Linked DNA regions of Mus musculus: regions 1, 2, 3, 4 and 5 are each linked to region 6. The links are chromatin contacts, called in public Hi-C and HiChIP or PLAC-seq maps. All regions are on one chromosome and are shown on one strand. Each heading gives the region's core, a stretch centred on a gene start, on an enhancer-like site or on the middle of the called end of the contact. The rest is flanking DNA. Distances are from core to core; before and after follow the strand shown.

Evidence for each region. A called contact is a pair of places that touch in the nucleus more often than the background predicts. HiChIP or PLAC-seq counts read pairs in DNA pulled down with a chosen protein or histone mark.
Region 1: a contact with region 6 is called in an H3K4me3 HiChIP or PLAC-seq map of bone marrow-derived macrophages, with 4 times the contacts expected there. The contact joins the enhancer-like site here to the promoter of Setd7 in region 6. A contact is called at or near these places in 3 of 39 promoter capture datasets (hippocampal neurons, liver and pre-B cells), 1 of 484 Hi-C or Micro-C datasets (myeloid progenitors), 2 of 115 datasets of contacts at active chromatin or transcription factors (bone marrow-derived macrophages and pancreatic cancer cells) and 1 of 9 other capture datasets (adipose tissue).
Region 2: an H3K4me3 HiChIP or PLAC-seq map of pro-B cells shows a contact between it and region 6, with 3 times the contacts expected there. The contact joins the enhancer-like site here to the promoter of Setd7 in region 6. A contact is called at or near these places in 7 of 39 promoter capture datasets (the 3T3-L1 cell line, the SN4741 cell line, hippocampal neurons and 3 more), 3 of 484 Hi-C or Micro-C datasets (CD4 T cells, LSK cells and group 2 innate lymphoid cells), 13 of 115 datasets of contacts at active chromatin or transcription factors (the 230-238 cell line, the NIH/3T3 cell line, bone marrow-derived macrophages and 10 more) and 2 of 9 other capture datasets (adipose tissue and liver).
Region 3: a Hi-C map of bone marrow-derived macrophages shows a contact between it and region 6, with 22 read pairs. The contact joins the enhancer-like site here to the promoter of Setd7 in region 6. A contact is called at or near these places in 2 of 39 promoter capture datasets (hippocampal neurons and pre-B cells), 1 of 15 datasets of contacts at CTCF or cohesin (the NIH/3T3 cell line), 1 of 484 Hi-C or Micro-C datasets (bone marrow-derived macrophages) and 2 of 115 datasets of contacts at active chromatin or transcription factors (bone marrow-derived macrophages and pancreatic cancer cells).
Region 4: a contact with region 6 is called in an HNF4G HiChIP or PLAC-seq map of pancreatic cancer cells. The contact joins the enhancer-like site here to the promoter of Setd7 in region 6. A contact is called at or near these places in 6 of 39 promoter capture datasets (the 3T3-L1 cell line, cranial neural crest, hippocampal neurons and 2 more), 1 of 15 datasets of contacts at CTCF or cohesin (the NIH/3T3 cell line), 4 of 484 Hi-C or Micro-C datasets (adipose-derived mesenchymal stem cells, cardiomyocytes, forebrain and 1 more), 17 of 115 datasets of contacts at active chromatin or transcription factors (astrocytes, bone marrow-derived macrophages, double positive thymocytes and 13 more) and 3 of 9 other capture datasets (adipose tissue, embryonic stem cells and liver).
Region 5: a contact with region 6 is called in a FOXA1 HiChIP or PLAC-seq map of pancreatic cancer cells. The contact joins the enhancer-like site here to the promoter of Setd7 in region 6. A contact is called at or near these places in 2 of 39 promoter capture datasets (hippocampal neurons and pre-B cells) and 4 of 115 datasets of contacts at active chromatin or transcription factors (the NIH/3T3 cell line, cardiomyocytes, craniofacial prominence and 1 more).

Annotation. Positions count from the first base shown.
Region 1 is chr3:51,878,821-51,883,528 of GRCm38.p6, reverse strand. The region is part of intron 1 of Maml3 (mastermind like transcriptional coactivator 3); the gene reads left to right. Among named protein-coding and RNA genes, the nearest start is that of Gm46803, 170 kb to the right of the region's middle. Within about 2 kb of position 1,413, at least 71 of the 459 cell types and tissues checked have an H3K27ac peak or open chromatin away from gene starts, as enhancers often do. A contact at or near this core is called in bone marrow-derived macrophages, liver and myeloid progenitors, where this site is marked.
Region 2 is chr3:51,997,933-52,002,245 of GRCm38.p6, reverse strand. The region is part of intron 1 of Maml3 (mastermind like transcriptional coactivator 3); the gene reads left to right. Among named protein-coding and RNA genes, the nearest start is that of Maml3, 100 kb to the left of the region's middle. Within about 2 kb of position 2,010, at least 81 of the 459 cell types and tissues checked have an H3K27ac peak or open chromatin away from gene starts, as enhancers often do. A contact at or near this core is called in bone marrow-derived macrophages, group 2 innate lymphoid cells, memory CD8 T cells and 2 more, where this site is marked.
Region 3 is chr3:51,935,867-51,940,546 of GRCm38.p6, reverse strand. The region is part of intron 1 of Maml3 (mastermind like transcriptional coactivator 3); the gene reads left to right. Among named protein-coding and RNA genes, the nearest start is that of Maml3, 170 kb to the left of the region's middle. Within about 2 kb of position 1,321, at least 14 of the 459 cell types and tissues checked have an H3K27ac peak or open chromatin away from gene starts, as enhancers often do. A contact at or near this core is called in bone marrow-derived macrophages, where this site is marked.
Region 4 is chr3:52,044,731-52,048,969 of GRCm38.p6, reverse strand. The region is part of intron 1 of Maml3 (mastermind like transcriptional coactivator 3); the gene reads left to right. Among named protein-coding and RNA genes, the nearest start is that of Maml3, 58 kb to the left of the region's middle. Within about 2 kb of position 2,704, at least 377 of the 459 cell types and tissues checked have an H3K27ac peak or open chromatin away from gene starts, as enhancers often do. A contact at or near this core is called in the NIH/3T3 cell line, adipose tissue, adipose-derived mesenchymal stem cells and 16 more, where this site is marked.
Region 5 is chr3:51,906,489-51,910,957 of GRCm38.p6, reverse strand. All of the region lies in intron 1 of Maml3 (mastermind like transcriptional coactivator 3), which reads left to right. Among named protein-coding and RNA genes, the nearest start is that of Maml3, 200 kb to the left of the region's middle. RefSeq lists an enhancer at 313-3,387. Within about 2 kb of position 2,002, at least 101 of the 459 cell types and tissues checked have an H3K27ac peak or open chromatin away from gene starts, as enhancers often do. A contact at or near this core is called in craniofacial prominence and pancreatic cancer cells, where this site is marked.
Region 6 is chr3:51,558,835-51,563,349 of GRCm38.p6, reverse strand. Setd7 (SET domain containing (lysine methyltransferase) 7) reads left to right here and starts at 2,527. Exons shown (of 8, transcript NM_080793.5): 1 at 2,527-2,832. The coding sequence starts at 2,793. It overlaps 5031434O11Rik (RIKEN cDNA 5031434O11 gene), which reads right to left and starts at 3,365. Exons shown (of 5, transcript NR_160686.1): 1 at 3,142-3,365; 2 at 2,461-2,601.

The sequences.
Region 1 (4,708 bases), core at 164-2,663, 320 kb before region 6:
AGTTCCTAAAATCCATTTTTTGTAAGCCTTCATTTTAAGAAGTCAGCTGTGCCAATATTCTGTAATCCTGATTCTGTCATTCAGAGCCTTATGTCTGTATATCTCTGTGTCAGTGGCAGAACACCCACAGGGTGGGTAGGAACACTGTCGAAATCCTGCAGTTACAATCAAACTACTACAGGAAAGTGACGGAGTCTTTAGGCTCTATCAGTGGGTCATTTGCTTCTGTGACCTCAGCGAGCCTCTACAGACACTGGTCACATTGCCCAGCTTCACTGTGGAGGTGTGTTAGTCCACAGCTTTCATGATGGCGGCATGCCTTAGTAAAGTCCCCTAGAAGGAGAAAACTTTGTCTTGGATCACTATTATGAAGGTCTCCGTCCAAGGTTCTCTGGGCCTGAGGTTTTGAGTTGGTGATGGCTTAGTGAAGCACGGTGGTGGAGTGCGTGCTGGGGCTGTCTGCTCATTGTATGAGAAACAGAATGGGGAGGGGAAGACCAGAGAATCAACATCGCAGTGACTTCACTTGCTCCCATTAAAGCCCCACATCCTTAAGTTCCAGTTGTGCCACAGGCAGGCTCGCCAAGCCTTCAGCACCCGTGCCTTTGGGAGACATTTGAGATCCAAACCTCAGGCTGGGGAAGGATGCTCAGTTCCTAAGGTGTTTGACTCGAAAGCATGAGGACCTGAGTTCAGTGTCTCTGGAATCCACACAGAAAAGCAAGGCATGACGGTACACGTTTGTAATCCCAACACTGAGAACGCTGAGACAAGCAGATGCCTGGGGTGTGCTAGACAGTGGAGCCCACTGGGGACCAACAGGGACCCTGTCTCAGAAAGTGAAGTAGAAGGTGCCTGAGGGGCAGCACGGAGGTTGTCCCCTAGCCTCCATATGTACTACACACACACACACACACACACACACACACACACACACGTACATCTATGTGCGAGCCTTCCAAACCATGAAAAGGGGCACGTGAAATTTAAATATGTCAACAAGTGAATGTGACAGGGAGTGTGAGGCAGGGGCATCGTAGTGTGAAGTTTTGCCATGACAGCAGTGAGTTGCTGGCGGTCTTCTCTGACTTTAAGGGTTGGGGCTAAGGTGAACTAGAGAGCTCACAGCTGTCCAGATGCTCGTGAGCAGGTTGGGGGTTCCTGGGAAGTGTGTGATTCTGTCGGTGGCTCTGCAGCGTTCCTGGAAAGTGCTTGTCTGAGTGATCTGTCATCACTTGCACAGGTGGCTTGCTATGCGCCATGTCGTTCTCTTTGGAGTTGGATTAGCTGAACTCGTGACGACGTGCAGTTGGACCTCTGCAAAAACAGCTGCAGAGCTGGGTTGTGAGCACCGCAGAAGACTGTCTGGCCTGACAGGAAATCCACTTGCGGAGGAGAGCACTTCCTCCTGTGCCCTTGGAGGGAGCACTGTTCTGAGGGACAACTTCCTTTGCTTCCTCTCTTGCTTAAGAGCCATGCTGTCATTGGGGAATGAACAATGCCTTTCACTCTCAAGTGGCGAGGCCTACCATGGGAAAGCATGGACCTTGAAATTCAAATCTCAGCTCAACAGAGCCAGCTCTGTGACCTTAGGTAGTTTATTTAGTATGTCTCAGTTCCAGGCTCCCCGTTTCTATAAATGATGCCTCATTAACTTACCTCACACGTTTGACTTCTTAACTTTGCCTGGCATATTCTCTCTCTCTCTCTCTCTCTGTCTCTCTCTCTCTCTCTCTCTCTCTCTCTCTCTCTCTCTCTCTCTCTCTCTCCCCCTCCCTCCCTCCCTCTTCTCTCCCTCTCCCGCTCTCCTACTACCCCTTCCTCCTCTCCCCCTCCCCTCCCCCTCCCCTCTCCCTCCCCTCTCCCTCCCCCTTCTATCTTAAAACATGCTGACTGATGATAACTTTGAGAAGAGCCAAAACTGTTGAGCATCTGAGTTATGACTGATTTGGCTCTGCCTTGCTTATCAGTCTCACTTCAGGTTTTCACCAAAGTTTCGATTCCAAAGGGACTCTATCCCTATCCCCTCCCTGTCTCACCCACATGCCTCCTCAAAACAAATTTCACTTAAGATGAAGGAGAGGTAAGGATTTGTCCAGGGTAAACCCATGTGCCATTTAAGGTGACTTATCCCTTGGGGTAGGGAATCAAAGAACATCCCAAATGCCATTTCATCTCTGGGTTTGACAAGGTATTTTGGGCATATACAAACACCCTCCTGGGATGTACCATTGTAGGAATCCAGTAGTTCCTGGGTCTTCATAAGAGGTGGAAGAGAGGAACATCTTTGGGCTATCCTTGGCTAATGTGCTGGCGTTGAACATAATAATGGGTAGGGAGACACACAGGGCCTATGCAAACTCTATGAGACCCTCCGAAAATAAAATTTAAAAATAGACACAGGCCCACTAACCTAGTCACTCTCCGAGTCACCGAATATCAGCTAGCCGAGGCCATCTCTCTCTTTGCTAATACGGAATCTGGCTTAATTAACTCAGAAAATTTTGCAACAAGAATCTGTTTCCAAAGAGCAGGGTTTTTTTTTTCTTCTTCTCTTCCTGCTAGCTGACATTCCCATAGCAGTTAATTCAAGAGGCTGTGTTAACACGTTGCTGTTGCCAACTGACAACTGTAGTATTTTCCTGATCACACTCTCAACCCTTTCCCCTTGCTCCTCTGACAATTGAAACCAGAGTCATAAACTCCCTGGAATGACTCTGCAGCATGGGAGTCATTTGCATGTCTTTGTCATACGGGAGGCTGATGCCTATTTTGGGTAAATATAAGCCTCCCAGTTGAGTGAAGGTAATTGAATGATTTCGGATTTATTACATGTGTAGTCGCTTCTCAGCCTATGGTTTTAAGCAAGCTTGTGGTCACATCTGTAAACCTGAGTTTGATATTCGTATTGGCTCATCTCAATTGGACCCAAAATGTGTGCAAATTGGGATATTAGCGCCAAAGCTGGATCTTTTGTCTATGAAACCATGTCTCTCTGCAGCTGATACTCCGGGGCAGCGCTGAAGGGAAAGATGCTTTTGACTTGGTTCCAGCTTGTTTCATTTTCCTTTTTAATTGATTTTAGTCCCATCTATAATTCCCTCGTCGGCTCCACTGTGAATGTCCCTCATGTTGTGGCTTGTGTTCACTTTGCTTTTGTTCCGTTAAGCATTTTGCAATCTCCTCTTTCCCTGCCCTTAGTTCAGAGGAGACCTAAGCTCCGATTGCTGTGCCATTTCTGGAGTGATCTGCCACCTTTATGAGATTTACTGTGGTCATTCCCCCCGCATACTCCCTCCCTCCCTCTGTTCCTCTCTCCCTCTTTCCATCCCTCTCCCCCGCGCTTCCTCCCCATACAATATGATTCCTTTATGAATTAGAATCAGGGTTCCGGGAGCTGGTTGCAGGCGCAGGCATTGGAAGCCTGGGCACATTGCAGTGAGTAATACTATTACCTGCCTCTCTCTGTTACAAGTTCTTCCAGGCGGACTCGGCCTTATTCATCTCTGCAGCACCATCCTCTCACACAGGGCCCAGTGCATAAATGATGTTCCAGGCATTGCCACTGAAGGAGTGAATTAACTTTTGCAAAGCCTTTTATAATTTATAAAGATACTCCACAAAGCGGCGTGGGGTGCTTGTTTTTAAGGCGTTGCTGAAACCATTTCCTCCCTCATTGCTTTATGGTTGTGAAATTGCTTTGGAATTTGGGGACACTGATACTTTTAGTAAATGTCTTTCATGAAAAGCCAAAATCTAAATACTTTTTGTTTTGTTTTGTTTCTAATATGAAGGGCTGTGGGGGAGAGAATGGAGAGAAGGAATTTGTGACTATTTTTTTTCCTTTGTATCCAAAGGTTTTTCTGGGTTTTGAATTTTTTGTTTGTTTGTTTGTTTGTTTGTTTGTTTTGTTTTTCTGTTTTATTCTGTTTCTTTTTCTTTGCAACTGCCCTTTAGAGTCCTTTGCTGCTTCTTTCACTGGGACAGAGGTGAACTGTCACAGAAGCTAGAATGGTGCTTAGAAGGGAGCGAGCCAGTGGGCTGCAGGAGAGAAGGGCTGTGTGTTTGATTTGTGTTTTGACTTGGCCAGTGTTCAAGGTTGTTCCGCTTAACCGCATCATCTCCGCGGCTTCTAGGTCAGCGCTATCCGCGCTACTCGTCCTGGCCACACCTGCTGGACCTTGGGAAGGACTTCAGCCCCATCTCACACCAAAGTCAATGGAAATGCTGACCCCACAAGGTCCCTTGGCTTTATAGCCCTCGCCGGCTACACACTTACCTCAGAGAGCTGCCCAGAGTCAGCTCCCAGCCACCAAGATTTTCTTAACCGGCTTCATCTGTCTGTGCGTATCGCTTCATCTCTGAGTTCTTTCCGTAAAACTCAAGTGTAGATGTCAGAAAACAAATGTGTTACTGCTTTTCAAAAAGGTCCCTGGAGGGCTACGGATGTGTAAACATACACAGAGCATGTGTGGTGGGACCCTGGGTTCCATCCGGGGATCCCAACAACCACAAAACCTTATTGGGGCTAGGCATAAAGAACTGTGCACACAAAAGCAGACATACATAAAACTTTGAAAATCAGGAAGACTTGTGACGTTTACAGCTAGAACAATAGGAATGCTCAGGATTAGGACTCAAAAAAAAAATTAGAGGGAAAATGTAAGTGAGATAAACCCCCAAGCATGCAAACAGGACAGCTGTTGAT
Region 2 (4,313 bases), core at 761-3,260, 440 kb before region 6:
CTGTCTCTCTGTCGGTCTGTTAGGTAAGCAGGACAGGCTTCTGTCATAGCTAAAGTTGTGTATAAGTACCTCTAGTCCGTCTGTGTGTTAATTTAGGTTGCATGCATAATGTTATTTCAGGTTAGTGAGTTGCTGTAGGACATACCTACCTCTATAGTGGACTGAACCTGCTTCTGAGATAGACATTCAACAACTGCTCCAGTGGATTTGGAGGCTAGTTTGATGTCGGTTCACGCACATCTGGGCATGGGCATTTTACCATCCCTTGCCCTTTCGTCTGCTGAAGAGCTGTACAGATCTTGCTTGGCATTTTGACTTGGTATTTCCCAGCTGCTGCAAATCCGCCAAGCAGGGACTTGACATTGGCACTTTGAGGCCACTCCGTAGCAGGTTGGTTTGTAAAGAGATGCTAAATTTGCTGAGATAGTGAAAAGCTGGCATGTATTTATTTTGGGAAGAGACAGACTCTTGTGAAATAGGGGCCCATTCTGGAAGAACTTGTACCACTCATTCATCTCGCCTTGTGCACGGAGCTGTAATGCTACAGCTGTCACCCGTTTTCAATGAGCGATTGTCATATTGTCAATCCACGATAATACAGAACAATTTCTATTCTCCATGTTGAAGCATCGCCTTTGTAGTGCAATTCAGTTCGTATTAACAATGCTTTGATGACAATTCCTTCCCACTCCACCCTTCCAGCCCTCCCTCTCGCCATTTCTGAACCAGAGGAAATCGTATTTTGACAATATCTCTAGTGTTACCAATTTTCTGCTTTAAAACATTTTGGGCCCAGAGTCCTCGCTGAAACTGCAGAAAGCACACCGATCTATTTCCTTTTTTTTTTTTTTTTTTTTTTGAGAAGAAAAAAAAACCCAACCAACCAACAACATCAACAACAAAAACCTAACTCTCTGGGGATTGGGTAGTGACTTGCCCAGCAGAACTAAAAGTATTTTTAACCATTCCTTATTTCTTCTTAAAACATTTCTATAAAAAAGAAATGGCATATGCCTTATTATTCCCTTTCACGAGGAACATATTAGAAATCAGCTCCTTTGGCTTTGGTGTTTTCAAGATAGCCATCCGTGAGCTTGGCTGTTTTCCCAGTTCTGAGTGATGGCAGTCCTAGACCTGGCATTACTGCCCCAATGGATCAGTACTTGATGAGTCGCCCTAGAGGTAAAGTTGGTTCTGGGTGTGAGCGCTCCCCGTGTATCTTAACTGTCACAATTCACTGTTTTAAGCTGGTTGAGTGTTGAGCTTTTTCTGAACCCTCTCAAGAGCTAGATCTGGGTAGACACAGGAGTGATTCAGACCCACCGTGCACACTTGTATAATCCGGGCCAGGACCAACACTGTAGATCTAAAATGCAGTTATCCTGATGGCTTCGGGATGTTTTCATTGTACTCATTTAAAAATTTCTCACCAGGGAAGTTGGAACGATGGGAAATTTTATATGGTCCCAAATGCCCCAGATGACTGGTTTATACTTTGACCTTAGAAAGGATAAAAAAAAAAGAAGAAGGTAAAACAAGTCAGTGCTTTTGAATAGGTTTCAAATATAGGAGAGCCAAATTGCGCGCACTGAGCGAGGGAACGAATTGAGCAGAGCTTTAGGTAAATGAATGTGGATGTGATGGACCTCAGTGGGAACTTGGGAGGTAAAGGGAAGAGAGGAACAACCTGAAAATGTGTATAGCATGTCCATAGAGCCGTGGCTTCTGAGAACAGCCTTGACTTTGAATAGCTTGTTGCTTTGTCCCTATAGGTGGACTTGCTTTCTCCCCGACCCCTATCCCGATGCAGCCCGATATCGCTGAGCTATTCAGGGCGCTCTGCTACCCTACTCTTGAGGTCTCAGGAAGGTGAAAACCAAGTCTTGCCCAATAGCTTGGGACAGGAAGTGGAGAGGACCGCTAACTGAAACTTGAGACTGTATGTAAAGTCCGTGCCAGAGTGGCAGGGCAGATGTTTCTTCTCTAACAGGAAGCACCCGTGGCCCACAGGAAGCGCCAGAGTCCCTCACACATGTCATCCTGTATTCGCATCTCTGCATCACTGCGTGGTCACGTGGGCTCTGTGTGACTGGAAACAAAGGCGGGACCACGGGGGAAGGAATACACCACGTGATTATTTACCCAGCCCTTTTTTTTTTTTTTTTTTAAAGATTTATTTATTGATTATATGTAAGTACACTGTAGCTGTCTTCAGACACTCCAGAAGAGGGAGTCAGATCTCGTTGGGGATGGTTGTGAGCCACCATGTGGTTGCTGGGACTTGAACTCTGGACCCTCGGAAGAGCAGTCGGGCGCTCCTACCCACTGAGCCATCTCGCCAGCCCCCCCTTTTTTTTTAAGTATACATAGCATTGCCTGCAGCCCTTCAAGCCACAAGTTAGACATAGCCACTGTAGCTGTTCCATTTATCCACCTATTCATCTGTGCACCCTAATAAAATGGTCAGTTGCGCGGGGTCTGCAGTCTGACCGCTGGGTTCAATCCCAGCTCCCCCATGAAGGTAGAAGTTAGGGACTTCACTTACATGCTGTTAGTAAGTCACAAATAGTAACTCGGTATGTCTTGAGACGGGAGGGAATCAGGGAGTGAGTGGGTTTCTATAGAAGGCCTTTAGACCGCACTGAAGAGTTGCTGTTTTATTTACCCATCTCTTGAAAAAGAGATCGCTACACATGTAGTTTTGCAGAAAGTCCATCTTTCTGGATGACAGAATTACAGCCTTCTCCTTTAAGTCCCTGGATGCATTGTTTTTCTTGGTATTTATCATTGTCTAGACATTTTAAAAAGAATAGATATTTTTAAAACAATGCCAGGGCTGAGACCTTTAGTCCATTGGAGGGAGGAGCTCTGAATTCAACTCTGCTTGTTTGATATTGAGTAGTTAGTTCATCATCTGGCCTTCCCCTCTATACTTCTGTCTTCTACCTCGATCTTTCTTTACTTCTGACTCTCTTTATTTTCTGACCTTTGGCCTACTGCCCATGGAGGCAGATAGCTCTGTGTGTGCAGCCGTTCTTGTTCATGGCTGTTCTGAGACCCAGTCACACACTGGTAAAACTCACCTCTTGAAAAATCTTGATAAATCAGTTTGCATTTATAAAGAATTGGTAACTAAGCAACTGTCACTATAAGACAAAGTAAAGTATTATGTTGAATGTTGAGTACACAGAAGTTTAAAAACTAGCGACTGTGACTCACCACAATCCAACGATTGGATGTTGTCACCGTGGAAGCCCTAGAGACTGAGTGTCAGGGGCGAGTTTAATGGCTCAGCCACTTGATAAGTGGCAATTGTAGTTCCGTGTTTTCAGGGACTTGAGTCGAATTAGCTGTATTAGCTCGGATTGTCAAGATGTCTAAGGAATGGAAGGGGGTGTCATCGCTTGTGTTTATGTAACAGTGGAAGAACACTGTTATTATACATGACGCTTATATTTGAATCCTAGTTAAAACAGGGAAGAGTTGGCTCCTGGGCTGATTCCCCTGCTCTAGTTAGATAAGGGCAGTACGAAAGGCGTAAATACGGCAATCACTCTCAGCACATTTTCATTTCTCACAAAGTGGTGATATCCTCGTGGCTGGCATTTTCAGCTCTGCCTTGCTGACTTTTAGAGGGGCTTTAAAGTGCTCGTCTCTGTTGAACGCAGGGCTCGATGGGCTGCGGCACAGCCTATGCGTCAGGGTCTGGACCACACCGACCTTGAATTAGAGGCAGAGGGGCTGTGTACACTCAGGTGAGAGGATTCCTCCCCCTCCACTTGAAGATGGGAACAGGGTTTCTCTGTGTAGCCCTGGCTGCCCTGGATTCACTCTATAGACCAGGCTGGCTTCAAATTCAGAGATCTGCCTGCCAGAGTGGCTTAAAACCACACTGAGAACCTTTCTCTAGGGAGGCTAGGCACGTTTTGAGATGTACATCCCACATCCGAGATCTATTTCTTTCCTTTCTTCCCCTGTAGCCAATCACAGACACAGAGCGCCTTCTGTTCTATGAGGGGACACAGTGGACATGGGAATGCAGTCGTAGCCTCGGGAGCCTTGAAAAACTCTGTCCCGTGTCTTCTCCCTTTGCTCCCCCTTCCTAGGAGACTGGTACACACATCCTTAAAAGCAGAGGCAGAGGCAGGCACAGGCGTGTCCCTTCCTTTTCTCTGGGCTTGTGAGTGGAGAGGGTAACAGGGATGAGAAGTGACAAGCATTTGCACTTAAGTGGGAAAAAGTGATGGGGGGTGTGGGGACCTTCAGACGTGTCCGTAGTCTCAGTGCTGACTCAAGGCCAGCCTGGGAGACAC
Region 3 (4,680 bases), core at 72-2,571, 380 kb before region 6:
TATTATAAATGAATTAGGGCTGCCTTGCAGTTTCAGACGTTTAGTCTATGATTGTCATGGCAGGAGATATTTCAGCATCCAGGCAGATGTGGGTCTGGAGGAGCTGAGAGTTCTACATCTTGATCCAAAAGCATCCAGGAGAAGACTGGCATCTCAGGTAGCTAGGATGAAGCTGTCATTGCTCACCCCTGCAGTGACATACTTCTTCCAACAAGGCCACACTTCCTAATAGTGCCACTCCTTGGCCAACCATATTCAAACCACCACAAAAAAAGTGTCTCAAATACTGTGGAGTGTTGTCCCTGGTCTAATGATGCTAGTGGGTTTTTAAATTCGATTCCTTCCTACTTTCTTCAAGATCACATACTCCAATTTGCTCCCAGCACACATCCCTCCATAATTTGTTTAGCTTGGAATGCGTCTTTGTGAGCCAGAGGTGCACAATGGCTAGTGTTGTCATGACTCCCAACACTTAGGCTGACTGAAGACTGAGGAGGAATGTTACATGGAGTGTGCTCTCTGTAGAGTCTACAATGGACCGTATGAATATTTGAAGCGGATTCCGGAAGCCATTTCCTTTGAGGGAGGGTAAGTTGAAATGTAAGAAGCGAAGATTAAGGAGTATTAACATAAAAATCTGTATTGCGGCTTCTTTTACATAAATGTGTTACCATTGTCAGAAGTGACCATTGTTAGACAGCTTTTTAGGGGCCTACGTTTTAATGCCCAGATGAAAAGTTTGTTATGAATTATTGAAATGTGGAATTCCACATGCTTATAAAGGCCCGTGACAAAGAACGCTGAAAGAAGATTGTGTGTGTTCGGGGTTTTTTTGTTTTGTTTTGTCTTGTTTTTCAAGTATAGTGTTCTGATGCAAAGGTGTCAGAAAACAAAAGGGAGTCGGGAGTAAAAAGGAGAGGGACTGGTCCAGGTTTCAGCATTTTAATACTCTGTCTCTGTCTCTGTCTCTGTCTCTCTCTCTCTCTCTCTCACACACACACACACACACACACACACACACACACCTGATGGGCCTAGCATTTTCATTTTCTGGCAGGTTCTGGAAGGTCTGGAATTGAGAGGAGGACGTGAGTCTTCCCCCCCTCTACACTCACAGAGCATTTTTATCTCCCGGTGTATTCAGGGCCCTTGTTTATCATGATCTGAGCTGCCAACCTCTGGGACATCACAAGAGACTTCCCATTGACCTGCATATCAGCCTCGCTCTGTAACTCAGGCCTCCTCACCCTCTCTATGAGCAGCCAGCTGCTTTCTTCTTCTTTCTCTTTCTGCCTTGTTCTCCCTCGCCTCCACCCCACCTCTTACTTGGCCTCTTCACCCATCTTCCTCTTTTTTGTGTTTTCAGGATTGAAATCAGGGCCTCCTGCGTACTGGGCAAGCAAGCACTCTACCACTGAACTCTCTCCTCGGCCTTTTCTCTCTGCTCTTATTCAGGCTGACCTTGAACTCAAGTCATGCTGTAGCTCAAGCAGACCTTGAATTCCAACATCCTCTTCCCTCTGCCTCCCAAGTACTTGGAATAACATGCACACGCCACTAGGCCCTGTTTTGCTCTTTTCTGTCTAATCCACCTCCACTCACTTTAATGTGGCCCAGAGCTCAGGCTCTGTGCTGTCTTGCTGCACGCTGCTCAAAAGCTCAGTTCATGGTTCTTGGCATAGTCGACAAGGAGATTCAGCGCCCCCTTGCCTCAAGGACCAAAGTGGGCTCTGAGATAACGCAGCTAGATTTCAGGTTTAGTCTACCGTCCTGTTGACAGGACTGGGCATCTATCTGTGTGTGGGGGTGAGGCTCAGGGGGAGTCAGGAGTGTGAGTGTATGTAGTGGTGTGTATACATTTGTGGAGGTCAAGAGAACAACCTTGAGTCTAGGTCCTTGCCTGCCACCTTGTTTGAGACAGGCTCTCTTCTTCATTGTTTGCAGTGAGCTTCTATGGGTTCTCCTGTTCCCAACTCCCATCTCTCCATAGGAACACTGGGCTTACAGATATATGCTAGGGTGCCCAACTTTATATGGGCTCTGGAGGTTCAGGTTCAGGCTCTCGTGCCTGTATGGCAAGCACTCCCATTCGGTACTTCCCAAGCTCAGCTCTATGGGTCTCTAACGATGGATACCCAAAGGTGACTCAAGACTCGTGCGATGCTGCTGTTTGTCTATTGGGAAAGGGGTTCAATTTAGATACAAGTATGGTCAAAAGAACGGAACTGAGGTCTAAAAGTAGCTCCATTGGCTAATGGAGGATGGAGAGCGAGTCCTATTTCCTGTTGCCTCGGATGGATGGAACAATCAGCTTTAACCCGGTGCCAGCCAGGGGTCAACCCTGAAGATCCCATGATTTCGTAATTGGCTTGCATCTGTGTTTTGCTAACCTATTTCCCTGTTAGAGGTCCTCAGGAACTCTTTAGGTCTGTGGAGATGTTCTGTGTCTAATCACCTGATAGAGCTTACAGCCCTCACGATGGCAGAACTCCTTTGAGAAAAATGCCTGTGTGAAAAAAAATCGTATGTGTGCTTCTTAAAAAGAAAGTCAATCTGGCTATTCCCATTATTTCCTGGAATGCATGCCTCCAAGGGCAGGGGGAAGATGGCTTAGTGGCTGAAGTTGTTATGGCAGCCTGAGCTTAGATACCCAGACTCCACAGAAAGGTATATGTAATAGCGTGCATCTGCGATCGCAGTATTCCTAAGGAGAGATGGAGCAGAGGCAGGAGAATCATGGCAGTTATGACCAGCTAGCCTGAGGTGCGCTGCAGTCAACAGTAAGAGATCCAGCCTGGGACAAGCTAGAACGTCAGGACTAACCCCAAAGTTGTCCTCAGACTTCTATGTGCACAGCTTGGCACACATGTGCTCACAGTCACACAAGCTCACACATAAATATACACACAGAGGGCTTTTTGGTTTTGGTTTTGCGTATCTTCCAGATTTCAGGGGAATAGAGCAAGGTTCTATTTTTATTTCCATAGCAGGATTTCCAGTACTGGAGACTGGAGCTAGGGCCTGTGCACGCTACCTGTGAGCTACTTTTTATTGTTACTTTTGATCATAATACAGGTTCTCACCAAGTTGCTCAGTCTGGCCTTAAGCTCACTGTGGAATGCAGGCAGGCCTTGACCTTGGTTCGCTTGCTTCTGCATCCTGTGGACTCTTGGCTGGCAAGCTCACACAGAGTCCAGCTAAGGTTGTATTTTGATGATGTCATGATTCTCAAACCCTCCTTCCTCTCCTGTTTCCCAAGTGTCACCCATAGGACAGGCACCCCAGAAAGAGCAGAAGGCGACAGACCATAGACGTCGCTGTAACATCTCCTTTTTACTCAGTATTGAGGAATCCACAGTATCTGGGAAGAGCCGTCCTTCCTGTGATTAATATGCAATTGTTAGTGTTCGTTCCATCTGATAATATTAGTGTCTTTGCTGTTATTTTGAACTTCAGCTTATTAAATTTATTTGCGATTGTTTTAAGTGTTCTGTATTCTCATCAGTGTATTGGAATGTATCTGTGTGTGCTCGTGCATGGTTATGTCTGTAGCTATCGCTATGGTCAAACAGATCACTATTATTATCTATAGCCCATTTTTAAATCTCTAGATGTGGCTTCAACTTATGTCCGGGACTCATGAGAACCCAAGATGTTTATTTATTTGTTTGTTTGTTGGTTGGTTGGTTGGTTGGTTGGTTGGTTTGGTGTTGGTTTTGGTATTTTTGAGACTGGGTTTCTCTGTGTAGCCCTGATTGTCCTGGAACTTGGGTTATAGACCAGGCTGGCCACAAACTCAACTGACACAGCCTCATGAATGTTGGGATTAAAGGTGGTAAAGGCAGCCAGGCTGAACCTAGGCTTTTATTGTGACCATCCCAGAAGATCCAGTATCAGAAATAATCTATCCCTTCTGTGTGTATTTCTGTTTTTAAAGCCTAAAACACAAGAGACTTTGACTTGGGGTGAAATTACTGCAGAAAAACAAACGAACAAACAAACAAACAAAACTAGATCCAGAACTACCTATATTTCAATTTAATGCAGTATTTTAAATTAATGCTGCCCCTTTTAGTTTACTACAAAGTAAAAACAAAAATTACTGGGGAAATGGCTCAATGGGTAAAGTGTCTTTGAGCCAGCCTGCATGCAGCACATGTAAATAACGTGGTGTTGTCTTAGCCTTCTTTGTGGATCCAGGAGGCCATGGGAACTGATGGACTCACACCTTACGGTTCACACGAGAATGAGAGGACAAGCTTCGATGAGCAAAACACCGAGGTTGAGAGTTCAACACTCAAGTTCATGCGGAGAAAATGTTTTTCAGTGTGTTTATCTCATTATGATTCAAATGGCTTACTTTCTGAGATTTCTGTGCTGGTTATACACACAAGGTTGTCATTTAAGATGAGTTATTTGGGGTTTGTAAAAACAGATGCTCATGGGCATCTCCTTTTCATCAACAAAATGAAAACATTTAAAAAGAGGTGTGCCATCTTTCCCCCCTCCTAAACAGTTAGGATTTTGAATAATTGAGACAGCCATGGCAGTGCTTTGGAGAAGGCTCACTTGGTGATGAGCTTGCCACACAAGCATGGGGACCAGAGTTAAGCCCCAGGAACCACATAAAAGAATAAAAAACTCGTCCCACTTCTGGGGAGGTAGAGACCAAGGGATCCT
Region 4 (4,239 bases), core at 1,455-3,954, 490 kb before region 6:
AAATGTGAAATGCCTCTCTGTGTGCTGCCTCTGTATTCCTTTAACGTTTGCCTCTGTCCTCTTTTTACCCATGATTAATACTTCTCCCAAGTTCATGCTGGTCCCTTGGAGCACATTTCTACTCTGCCCTTCTGCTATTTTTGTTCTTGGGGAATGAGAACACAGGTTTGACATTGACTACTTTATATACTGTGGCAGGGTCTCTCAGTTGAACCTAGAGCTCATCGATTTGACCAGTCTAGCTAGTCATCTTGTTCCAGGTAATCCTGCATGCTGGGATTATAGGTGGGCCACCATGCCTCCCCCACCCCCAACATTTACCCAGGTGCTGGGGATCTAATCTTTAGTTCTCAAGCTTGCCCCACAAGTTCTTTATCCACTGAACCAATTCCTCTCTCCTTCAAAACGTAAAACAAGAAAAAGTATTCTGAAGGCAGACTGACTATACAACTCCACGAAGTCTCAATTGAAGAAGCTCCTGTGTGGCGTGCGCATGCGCGCGCGTGCACGCATACACACTTTCTGGAACGTACATTGTCTTCTCAGAAGCATGGCTGATTGAGGAGGATCCAAGCTGGATTCTGGTTAGTTCAGATTTTAAGATAAGTGAGCTGTCTTGCTGTGTGACTCATTCGGTGCTGTTTTAAGCAGTTCCACAGCCTCAGAGAATAAACGGATGCCTAATCATCTCCTGCTTCCTGTCATGGTTGACGTCATTGTCACCGTCATTGTCTTCATCATGTTAAGTACCCCAAAGCACAGAAGTTGCCAGACAAAATATGTTACATAGGTATCGTCTTTGGTGTCTGGACGTCTGCTCTCTTTAAATAGATAACTCCCAAATGGGTCTAATTGAGACTCAGATATTGACTGATTGCCCCGTGGTAAGAAACAGATGGCATTACCCAGTAATCTGAAAGTCCAAATCCAATATCCCAAATGCTGAGAGTCTCCTGTGTGTAACAGGTGTCCACGGTGTGTCACTAGGTTCTGAGGCTAGACTGTGAGAGTGGACACAATCCGGAGGAGCTCCGTGCAATGACAGAGATGTGTCTTAGAGTTCCAGGAGCCAGGAAGAGCATCACCGAGCCCAGCATGCAGTTGGGGAGCTCTTGAGCAAAGCCGTGGGTTTAGCTGGGTGAAGTGGTACGAGGAATAACGGAGACTGAGCAGGGCATGGGAGATCCCTAGTGCAGCAGGAGATTGATGCAGGCAGGACTAAGCTTGGCGATACTGGAAGGGAACAGCTTTCAGATGCCACGCGGAAGGCCTTGGAACAAGTGGGGCATTAGTGTTAGCTCTCTCCTGGTGTTGGGCAAGAGACACAGAGGAGGGCTCGGGGCTGAGCTAAGGGGCTGTGCCCTCATCTCAGGGTGCTGGGAGCTGGATTTGAGAAATGTGAGTGAAATAAAATGCAAAAAGCTTTTGCTTTTAGAGATGGGAGATGAGGAGGGAATAGGAGCCCAGCCTGAAGGATTGGTGGACCATCAGTCTCTTTAGAAAGGTCTCTTTAGAAAGAACTCATGGTTTCCAGTTTGGGGTGTGCAGGTCTGTGGGGAGGCACTGAGATCCAAGACAGGCTCTTGCTATCACCCTGGATAACCCACAGTGGCAGAGTCATTGATTTTTGCTCTGTCAAGACAGGGGGAGCAGGAAATGCGTGGAGTGTGAAGTGGGAGGAGCTAAAGCTCTTCCCATGATTAAACTGAATCTGACGGAACCACCGCAGAAGGATGAACCCAAGGTCCGTACACTGTGAGGTCCTTTGAGGAAGAGGCAGGATCACAGGCGGAGGCAACTCTGAGATCCTTGGGTGTCAGCAGCCAAGCTGAAGAAAGGCTGCCCCCGTGTCGCAGTAGGAAGGGATTCATGCTGCTGATTGGACGGCTCTGTGTTCTTGGCTATCGGTGGCAGGCTGCCAAAGCTCCTCTAAGCTGTCACTCACGGCCGGGAGGGCCGGACTTGTGGAGCTTGCCTCTCCAGAAAGTCTTTTTGGCCTTGAGACAAAAGAAAAAGAGCAGCTTATCGCACACTTCAGGATCCAGAGAGCCAGGAATTAATGAGCTAAGACACTGACCGAGGAAGTGGGAGAAAGCAAGGAAGGAGAGGTTCAAATGGTGGTTCTGCTTAGACGATAATGATGGTGATGACGATGATTATAAATCCTTGCAAACAGACATGAAAAGGAGGAGAAAGTTAGACTCTCGGGATCCTTAGGAGCTTCATTTGGGGCCACCATTATCTGAGGAGCCAGTCTCTGTGCTCAGTTGTCCCCAGTGACAGAAAAGAGAAAGAAATCTAAGAGTTCCAGATTTATAGATTTTCTTAATAATAAGGATGACGGTAGATGAGGGAAGGACAAATGGGAGTCTGTGGCCAGCGTGGGCAGGCTGCCTCCTTGTTTTATTTTACTGGTGATTTTCCTTTGCTTTGCACAGATCAGATTTCCCGCTCTGGTATTCAACAAGGAGCACATAGCCCGAGGATAGCAATTAGCTCTCTCTGAGCCCACTCTCCTTTGCACAGCTCTCGCTGACGTGTGCAATTACTAGCACCCCGGCAGCTCTTTTCAGATCTCGGCTGTGCACAGTGGGAAGTCAGGCCCACCATCCCAGAGTCCTCTGCCCAGACTCCTCCTCACCTGGTGCACAGGGACCTTGCCTGCAAATAGAACTGACGTGCCGGGACGTCATCGGGCCTGGCAGAGCTCATTGGCAGAGAAGTTCAGAGTTTTATTTTCAACCTAGAGACAGGCGGAGATAGATCCAGCTAGAACAGGTCTCTTCCGGCTTAGGCCCTCCTCCTGTGGTTGCTGGAGTTGTGGAGGATGGAATGTCAGAGGGAGCGTGCTTCTTATAGCCTCCTGGCTCACAGACTGAAGTTGGCTCCCTACCCCTCCGGCTGGTCCGTCGTCACAGTAGTCCTACGGTGTCCTGCGGGAGCTGCCTTCCCACAGCTTTCTTCTCTGCTTCTTTTCTTTCTCTACCTTGTGTGGTCAGGGTGTGTGTGTGTGTGTGTGTGTGTGTGTATGTGTGTATTCCTCAGGTAGATCCACTTCCAAATGAAGACCCCCCCCCCACCCCCAGCTAAGTTAATTCACTTCAGCTATAAAGTTGCCTGGGTAGACAGGAATGGCTTAAAACTTTAGGAATAAAAACTATAATACAGTGCAGGAAATGTTGCCTTTGTGTGGGAGGCAGAGAAAACCAAACCCTAAGAGGCTGAGATCCACTTCCATTCACCCTTCAAGGGAGGGCATCTTTGCCAAACCTGACTCTCCACAGGAGGATTCATAAATGGTGGTTGTTGTTGTTGTTTTCTTTTCTGGTTCATCTCATACCTGGCTGTGCCTTTAAGGAATGTTTTGGGGGGAGGACAGGGCACGCTTTGAGACCTCCTTCTTATGTATCCCAGACTGGCCTGTAACTCAGGATCCTCCAGCCTCAGTCAGCCTAGTGAGGGGATCGAGGTGGCACTGTGCCAAGCCTACATGTCTTCTTTTAAAAGGCAGAGACTTGCTACCGACCTAAAATCCAAGAGACCACAAAAGCAAGCTCTGGTGTGCCCACTCAGGGCTAGCTGAGGAGGCTCCCAAGTTCCCAGGGATTTTAGGGCGGAACTAGCAAAGGGTTAAGTGCCCCTCCCCCAACCCCCATCCCGCCACTACCTGACTCCACCCCCCCCCCCTCGTTGCTTGAAAGAGCAGTGTGGCCTAAAATGAGGGTTCTCTGCTTTGGCTTCTGTCTCTCTTGCTTGTCCTGACTTAGTAATCGTTCATTGTGACCGGCTTCTGTACATTACCTTGCCTCCTGTCCACAATCGCTCCACAGCTAAATTTCTGTTGCTTTTTAATTATCGCCATCATTATTTGGAACCGACGCGATGTTTTAAGCGAGATGTTTCGTCTTCTCGGTTGCCCCAGTGAAGAGGCCCGAAAAGGACCACAGCCCAGCCGGAGTGGGCCTCCCCTTCGAGGAAGCCCCTCGGCCACTCCCACCCTGGTGGGTTGTTTGTGTCTCACCCCATCAGCCACTAGGTCTTAGTAGGCTCCTGTCCCCCAAGGGGGTTTCTCTTGTGCTGTATTCCTGGGCCTGGCCTCTGATTCCACACATTGAAACGCAAATGACAGCAGTAATTGGCTGAGAGATAAACCTCAAGGAGCGTGTGAGCCGGGCTGCGGGGAGTTAAGTGGCTAAGTGACAATTACCGTGCCGCAGCCTTGGGATCAGCAGCAGCCGG
Region 5 (4,469 bases), core at 753-3,252, 350 kb before region 6:
TGACAATTTGCTTAAGCCCACATTCCTTGAGTCTGAAAGAATCAGTCTGGGTGGTGTGCTGAGATCATTAAGAAACCCTTTGCCTTTAAAAACATTTTTTTGTTTGTTTGTTTTTTTGTTTTTTGTTTTTGGAGACAAGGTTCTCTGTGTAGCCCAAGCTGTCCTGGAACTCACTTTGTAGACCAGGCTGGCCTCGAACTCAGAAATCCACCTGCCTCTGCCTCCCGAGTGCTGGGATTAAAGGCGTGCGCCACCATTCCCGGCTAAAAACATTTTTTTTAAACGAAGAAGAGATGCATATGCTGTCTTCAGCTTCAGCGTGCAAGAGGTTTTACCATACCTTGTAATGAGGAAAACCTGTAGTCTTGTACGTCTTGAATGACCCAGAGAAACCCAGATGGAGCTAATGAAGAGCTTCATCAACAACTGTTTCCGAGCTCCCGTGTATAGGGAAGAGTGTTGGTGGGGTTTATTGGTATTTTCCATTCGGATTCTCCCAAATATCATGTGGAGAAACATAACTCATCAGAAGATACCTAGTACTAAAATTGGGTGTGGCCAGTCATGGCTGAGGGGTGCTCTGAAAACACAGCTATTAGGAGCAGTGTGTTGGCGCCTTGTCAGGGCCGTTAGTTCCCAGGCAGCCCCTTCCAGCCTTTTCCACTTGTTTCACGTGATGACTAAACACTACTGGTTGGATATGTTTACCTATGATACCTTACACAGATGCGAAGAAGAACTTTGCTAGTTAAGTCAGAACTTGGGAGAATTAAAAATCCCAATGGCTTGTTTTCTCAATTGTGGGAGAGTACACATGGGGCAACTGTTTATTAAATATCTGTCCTGGGAGGGGCTGTTTAAAATCAGTGACGTTTATGACCTTGGCTGAAAATTAATGTGATGGTTTGTTGATATTTAAGTATCCGTGCAATTAAAAGTTTGGTTAGGTTATGTGCGGAAGACTACAGCATGCTTTGGGGTCCGCTGCCTTGAAGGTGGTTTGGTTCCTAGTGGTGATGATAAGTGTTATCTAAAGAGGAATTTAAATCCAGCAGCCATCAACCCTTAACATCAAAATAAAACTTTAAGAGTAAGACTTGGGGCTAGAGTTGGTAAATGTTTGCTAGCAGAACTAAATCCCATTCCCACAATCCGCATTTCAAAAGCAAACCAAGGAAATTGTCCTGCCTGTGATCCCTGGATGGGGAGACCAGGGACTTACCTTGCCAAAAGCCAAGTGAGTTCCCGGTTAGTGAGAGACCCGGCCTCAAAAGAACAAAACAGAGAACCTGAGGCACAGTTCTCCAGCTCCAAGAGTAGGGGGTCCCCGAGACACTGCTTCCCCGACGCTGCTTCGGTCTTTCCCAGGAGCTGGGGGCTGACACTTTGGGAAAGTGGAAACCTTTTTAAAAAAATGTCTTTTCACCTATAACCACACATAGCACCACAATGTCATATTCCTTGTTTTCTGTACTGAATATTCCACAGGTTGTTGTCAGGGCCTGTCACTTGTGCAGTGCTAAGTTACTTCTGGCTGGTGAAATGAGCCAGGTCAAGCCAGATTAGAGTATTTAAACATAGGTTTATTGGAAAGCAGCTCTCCCGAGAGTTCTCTGGCTCTAAGAACCTATGCCAGGGAAGTTGCCATGGGAAGGGAGAGAAAAAGGAGGGGAAGAAGTTGATAAAGCAGGCATGCGCAGAGAAAGGGCAAGAAGAGCGAGAAAAGGAGAGGGGAGACCAAAATGTCTGGAGTATACACTGAAGAGCCTCTGAGGGGAAGGGAAACCCAGCCCCTGGGCTGGCAAATTCAGGGTTGGAGAATTTCGGATCCTGGGCGAACATGGAGGCCAGGTCAGCTTTGGTAGGTAAAATACGCAACTCAGCCTCTTGTCCCGGGGTCTGAAACCCAACTCACAGGAGTGACTGCACTGTACACAGTTATTGAAGCTAAGCTGAGAGATCTGGGTAAAGAATTCAACTCTCGTGCCGGTGAGATGGTTCAGTGGTTAAGAACAGTGGCCGCTCTTCCTGAGTACCCAGGCTCGATTCTCAGCACCCACATTGCGGCTCACAATCATCCTAACTCCAGTTCCAGAGGATCTCAAACCCTTTTCTGGCCTCCTTGGGTGTCAGGTATGGGTGGGTGCCATACACACAAAAAAATATAAACAAATCTTTAAAAGCAAGATTCAAGCCTTTTCTTTCCATTTCGGATTTAGTCAGAATGATCCTGCCTTTGCAGTCCCTAGCAACCAGAGCCGGTCACCTCCAAGAATTCCAGGAATGCTACCACAGGCTTATCTCCTTAATCCTCCAGCGTCCTCACAGCCGGGCTCCCGTGGCTGCCTGCCTCTCCTGGGCTCGGATTACAGCCCCATTTCTCTCACATTCAAAGCTGGAACCCTTTACTGTTCCAGCCTCGGTCGGTCTCCAGGCCCCACAATGGCGGGCTCTCTAGATTCTCCTTTCTGCCCACCTTGCCTGTCTCCTGAAATACCTTTTTTCTCACCTGTATGCCATAAAGATTATCACACTTATCTCTCTACGGAGGAAAGGAGGGAAGTAGCTTTCAACTGGGTGAAGTTATGTGATGGGGGGGGGGGGGGGAGACGCATCCTTCAAAACATTGCATTTCAAAGGTTTTCATTTAGGAAGAATTTTGTTTGTTTTAAATTGTGATGAGACATTCTTTTACATTTTTTTCCAGCTCCTATTTCTCATCTAGAAATAAAATACTTATTTATATATTTGCTAAAACTTGTATATTTGTTACGTATAATTGAAGAAAATATCTGAAATACAATACATATATGTAAACATTTACGTTTGCAACAGTGTATCAGTTATTTTGAGTTTCAGTGATTATTTCAACACAGCCTTCCCACCCCCACCCCCCCAAAAAAAGACTTGCCAAAATTAACCCAGCAAGCTGATAATCTTTTGTTTCTGTGATTTTTTTTTATCACTATCTGCTTTATTTATCTACGGAAAATAAAATGTTCTGCTTCCTAAGGGGCCCGTTTCTGTACAGTTTACACATTTAGTATACAGTTTCTTCCAATGGAAAACTATAAACCTGAATTTTCTGCAACTTACAATAGGGTTTGTACAATGGGGACATACTTTGGTGAGAAAAACTATACTGAAATTGTATTTGTTGGAAAGTGATTTAAATCATCTTTCTGGCGAGCAATTTAAGTAGAGGCCAACGTGTCTGTGTGTGAGGGTGGGGTGGGGTGTGGCTTTAAGCATGGTCACGTGGTGGTGACACAGGTAGGATGTGTGCTCTGATTCCTCTGGACAGTGCTGAGTGCAGACTAATCGGAGAATTTTAGTGATCACAAATTCCCAGGCCGTGGCCTGTCAGCAGGAGAGCACAGAACTGGAAAAGGCAGAGCGCAGACCCTGTGTTCAGCGGCCTTCACAACAGGCCCTGTACACGGCTGGTTATGGATTCCACATCTCCTAGTGCTTGACCAACAATGAATACAGTGAAACCAGCTGACTCGGCATTAAAGGTTTCTAATGTGAAGGATATTTGTTAGTTCATTCAGTTATATGTAGTACAAAAGCAGAAAAGCCCTGCTTAATTAGCATGTATTAATCCCTCGAAAAGCACACACACACACACACACACCATACATTCATGCCCATGCATGCAATATACACAGATGATGTCTGGCCTCTTTGTTTCCAGAGTCCTCTGGGCACCACCAACCTCAGTACCACCACAGGAACAACAAGTTCTGCTTACCAGCTGGTGTCCTAGTATTCAGCCATGACACTTGAGGAGAGCATTTAACAAACACACTAAGTACTGTTGAAAGATTTGTACCTCTTCCTGTCTCTTACTCTCCATGATTTTGTTCCAGAAAGTTACCAGGGTACACATTCATGGGTCAGTAGATCAGTTTGCAAAATCTTAATTCTGTGAGAACACCACGGTCAAGTACATACATAGCAGCTAAATCGAAGAAGAAAAGAAAAACCATCCTCCCTGAAAAGTATTTTCAAATGTGGTGTAAATATAATGTATTGCCAAATTCCATAGTCTGGACAGCATAAGTTGTCAATAATGTACAGCTAACCCAGAAATAGAAAGCAAAATTAAAAAGCCAGCATGTTTTTTATGAAAACTAGGAGAGTATCAGTCATCATAATGAAACCCTAAACCAAATCTACATCGTAGGGGTGGAGAACATTGTCATTTATAATGGTGCGAGTGGAAAATGAACTAACCCAAACGTGAGCCCCAGATCATTCGTCAGCAGCACCCATGATCTACATTTAACATAGATTTCACAACAGTACCATTCATAACAAAGTCTGAGAATTGAAACAATTCCTAAGTAATACTTAGGGTTTTTGTTTGTTTGTATGTTTGTTTTTGTTTTTAGACAGGAACTTCCTGTATAGCCCAAACTGGCCTTGAACTCAAAATCCATCTGCCCTGACCTTCCGGAAGCTGG
Region 6 (4,515 bases), core at 1,278-3,777:
CTCCCGAGTCCATGGTTTCAAAACAACACAGCAACAAAAGACAAGTGTGGAGGTGTATGATTGCAACCTAACCACCGGGAAGACAGAAACAGGTGGGTATCTGAGGCCTACCCTACTCCATGAGTTCTAGGCAAGTGAGAGACTCTGTCTAGCACACACTCACAGACATGTGCACACACACACTCAGTACAATCCTGTTTCTGTATTCATGTTTTCAAGTGATGTTATGTGGGCTGCAGATGTCTCAGAAGACCCACATTTGGTTCCCAGCACCCACATTCAAGGGCTTACCACTGCCTGTAGCTCCAACTCCAGGGTTCCAATGCACTCTGGCCTCCTTTGGTATACACACACACACACACACACACACACACACACAGCATGCAGCCGTATACACATGCATGAGTGTACACACACACATAAATCAAATCAAATCGTTTTTTAAAAAAGATTAAATTATAATCTGAAGGTATCCTTTCATATTTCCCTGCAGGTGTAGATTTCTGTGGAGCCTAACAAAGGTCCCTGGTACCTGTCCTGGAAGACCCTTAAGGAGATCAATCCCAAGACAGACTTCAGAGGGGTATGGAAGATTTCAGGACAGCGTAGCCTGAGCCAGTGTGTACAGTGGTGTAGCCTAGGCTAAAGGGTCAAAGAGTAAACCAGCCTAAACCACAGAAGTCCCTCCCCATATGGCCTGAGTATCTAATGCCCAGAAGAGGAACCCATACTGCCAGAGTGGCCACCCTGGTGCACTTTGCAGGTGAAGGAGACTGGACCCTAAGCCTTCTAACTCCACATCCACAACCTTCCTCTTTCGAACGCAGTCAGAATGGAGCTAACATTTCTGATGGTATTTGGGGTTAGTGTCTCCATAATTTTTCTCTTAAGTGGTTTTCCCTTTGAGACAGTATTTCTCTATGTAGCCCTGGCTGACCAGGAACTCACTCTATACACCAAACAGGCTGGCCTTGAACTCGGAGATCTACCTGCCTCTGCCTCCCTAGTGCAGCGATTAATACCACCATGCCCTGTTTCTTTTACTTTTTTTTTTTTTCTGGCTGACATATATCAGCCAGTGGGGGTGCAGCTCATTTGGTGGAGAGCTTGCTTTTCTAGCATGGAAAAGTCTGGATTGTATCTCCAGTACTATAAATTCAGCATGCTGCCAAGGTTTGTAATTACGGGGCTGTGAAGATAGAGGCGGGATGATTAGCTCAAAATCGTCTTCCTGTATACAGTGAGTTAGAGGTGAGAGACCGGGCTACAGGAGATCCTGCCTTAAATAAAAAAGAAAAAGAAAATGAAAAAAAAAAGGCATTTAAGAAATTAAGGAGGGGGGGGACTCTCTCAGGCTTTGGAAGTGACTTGAAATCCTGCCTCATTTATTGTTCAGAAAACGAAAAGGAACAACTTTCTTTGGTTCCTGCCCCATCCTTCCCACCCGCCACGATGACTGTTCTTGGCAGAAGGCCAGACCAGCACCGGGTAATTCCACAGTACATTGGGTACATGCGCATGCATTTAACCCGCTATTTAAAGAGATCCTTTGCTGCCACCTGTAAGAGGACATAATGACACTCTTTAAGTGGCTGGGCTGGGAAGGGAGTTTTCTTCCCTCAAAGATGCCTGAGTCTGTGAAGTGGTTGGCACTTGGAGAAACTAAAGAAACATCTAGGGACATCACAAATACAGGACCGGAGGCGAGAGAAGGAGGAGCGCTAGACACAGGGTCCTGGCTCCGGCTCTCCGCTTGGTGGCTCCATCTTCAAGACAAGGAGAAGGAATCGGCCAAAGCTCGGGTGCGGCCTGATTACCAGCCTGCTGCCATTTGGGTTTGCTGAATTCCTGGATCTCTCTAGGGGCCTGGAGATGCGAAAGAAGATGGAGACTGGGGACTCCTGGGTAGGACGTTCAGTCGGGAGGAATCCAGGACGCAGGACGCCCCCTGGAGTCGAGGGAACTGGCTTGTGGAGGCAGCGCTGGGCAGTGGAAGGGGGACGGGGCACCTGCGCTCCTGGGCCCGCCGCACTTTGCAACTCTGGGCAGTAGCGAGCCGAGTGAAGTGGGGCTCGAGGGCAAGAGGAAGTAGAAGCTCAGGAACCAAAGGCTTCCTTAGTTCCGAGTGCGCTCCAGCTGTCCAGGAGTGAGATAGTGGTAGGAACACCCAGCATGACGCACTTCCAAGTCCCTGGTGGCACATCGTGGGGTATCAGGTGCTCTGAGCCCCTCACCCACCCCAGGCGGGTACCCTCGAGGCCCCCGGCGCTAGCGAACAGCCGGCGGCGACCTGGACCGCGTGGCTGGCGAACAGTGAACCAAGCCAAAAGGTAAACGCCGCCTGGTCTGCCCACTGCCTGGTCTTAAGAGGCGGCGCAGCTCCGGAGCACCTTGGGTTCTAAGGATCCTCACTTCTGGGAAAGGACAGGGAACTGTCAATCAACGAGGGAGGGAGCGCACCGGCGCCGGGTGATGTCAGCGGATCAGCTGCTCCATAACAAAGAGGGGGTATCACAGGAGAAAGTTGCAGTGGCGGCAGCACCCCAGAGCCTCCGGGACCGGGGACGAGAGGAGAGGGGGCGGCGGCTGCGGCTGCCGCGGCTGGCGGAGGAATTGAAAGGACTGTAGGGGGAGGCAGCGCGAGCCGCCCCGACTGCTCCTCCTCTTCCTCCCCCTCCTCCCCCTCCTCCAAACTCGCAGGGCTTAGCTCCAGCGCTCGCTCAGCCACCAGGAGCACCCAGAGGGACGGGAGCCGGCCGCACGGCCCCGGGCTGGGTAGGGTCTCAGCCGCCATGGATAGCGACGATGAGGTGGTGGAGGAAGCCGTGGAAGGTACAAGCTTTTCTCCAGGACTCTGGGGTGGGGACAGGCGCCTGGGGCGGAAAGCGCCAAAAGAGTGGCGGTCTGCGACGCGCGCCGGGCCGAGCCGAAGGCCGCCGCGGTCCCTAAGCGGATGGCGGGTCGCTCGGCTCAGGCGGGGGCTGCACTGCCTACGCCACGCCGCCGGGAGCGTGCGGGGCGCGGCGGGGCAGGGGCGGGGAATGGGGCCCCGCGGGGTCCGCCGCCCTGGGAAAGCTGGGCCCCTGCATCCCGCCTGGCCTCGGCAGCATCCTCCCTGGGAGTTGCGACGCTGCCTAGCACCTTGGCCTTAGTCCTTGCGGGGATGGAGGATGGGAGGGCAGTCCCTTGAGGCCCGCGATCTCCGCGGGGCAGCGTTGTTTCAGCCACCTCGACTTCCCCTCTCCGACCGCCTGCCCTTTTCCTGACTGAGTCGCTGCGTCCCATGGCCACCAGGGCCGGGTCTAGGTGGGTCTCCCATCGCAACGCACCCGGCCGCACACCAGGCACATGGCGGCCCTGGCCGCTCCTCCGGGGTAAAAAAAAAAAAAAAAAAAAAAAAAAAAAAAAAGATGAAATCATGGCTAGGTAGAGCACGCCGCTCCCCACCAGGCTACCCTGCCCCTGGGCGAACTCAGCCACCCGCCCTTCCCCCTCCCGGCTTCCCAGCGAGGTGCAGGCGCGCCGTGCGGACGCTCCAGCCGGGACCCAAATTGCTGGGTGACACTTAACTTTCTGAATTCCGAGCTGTCGGCTGCCGGTGATATCACCGCCTGGGTGTCAGGTTTCTCCGCCCCCTCTTGCGCACCCCTCCCCCGACTCCCGTCGCCACCGTGTTTTGCTGAGTTTCTCCGCCTCTTTTTTTTTTTTTTTTTTCTTTTTTGCCCCCCTACTTATAAAACGTCCGTGGCGACGTTATACAATCTCGTTGTTTGTGGCTTGAGAGGTTATGATTTTGTAACAACGAACACTGGAAAACACTCTTAAGCGTATTTATTATTTATCTTATTCTATCCCAGATAGTGTTCCCGTGATGTTTTTGCAAGATTGCGTAGTGTTGTTCCAGAATTTGTTAAACACAGCAACTGACTAATTTTAAGTCGGTGGTTGAATCTGGTTTTGATCTCATTTGTATAAACAGGTCTGACAAACGATAAAGAAAAAGTGGCTGTGCTTAACAAATGCATATGGATATGTACTTGTTAGTGCTACGTGGGGAGAAATCTCTTTGGTGTGTCCATAAATACAACTTTTGCAGACTGCTGAAGGCTTAGGGTGAGATGAAGCAGAATAATTTTTTGAATTTCCGGAAAGGCATCCATTCTAATTTACTTTGTAAAATGTATTTCTTCATTTTAGTTTTTGTTTTGTTTGTTTGTTTTTTTTTTAACAACTTTTAAGTACATAGTTTTGCTTGTAACTTTTGGAGAGACTAAAATGCGGATCCACAGAGCTTACATTTCTCTAAATAAACCCAGTGTTGGGATTAATGAGGCCCAGCTAGCATTGTTTGAGCCAATCATAGGAAGCCTTCTTTAACTTCCAAAGTTATTGACTTCTTGTAAATTTCTGCTATGACAGAAAAAGTGTTCTTAACAAAGTGCCACTGTCGCTCTCATTCTTCCTGGGGTTTTTTTGCCCTAAACAGTATTTTTTAGGTTTGTTTGTGTTGTTGTT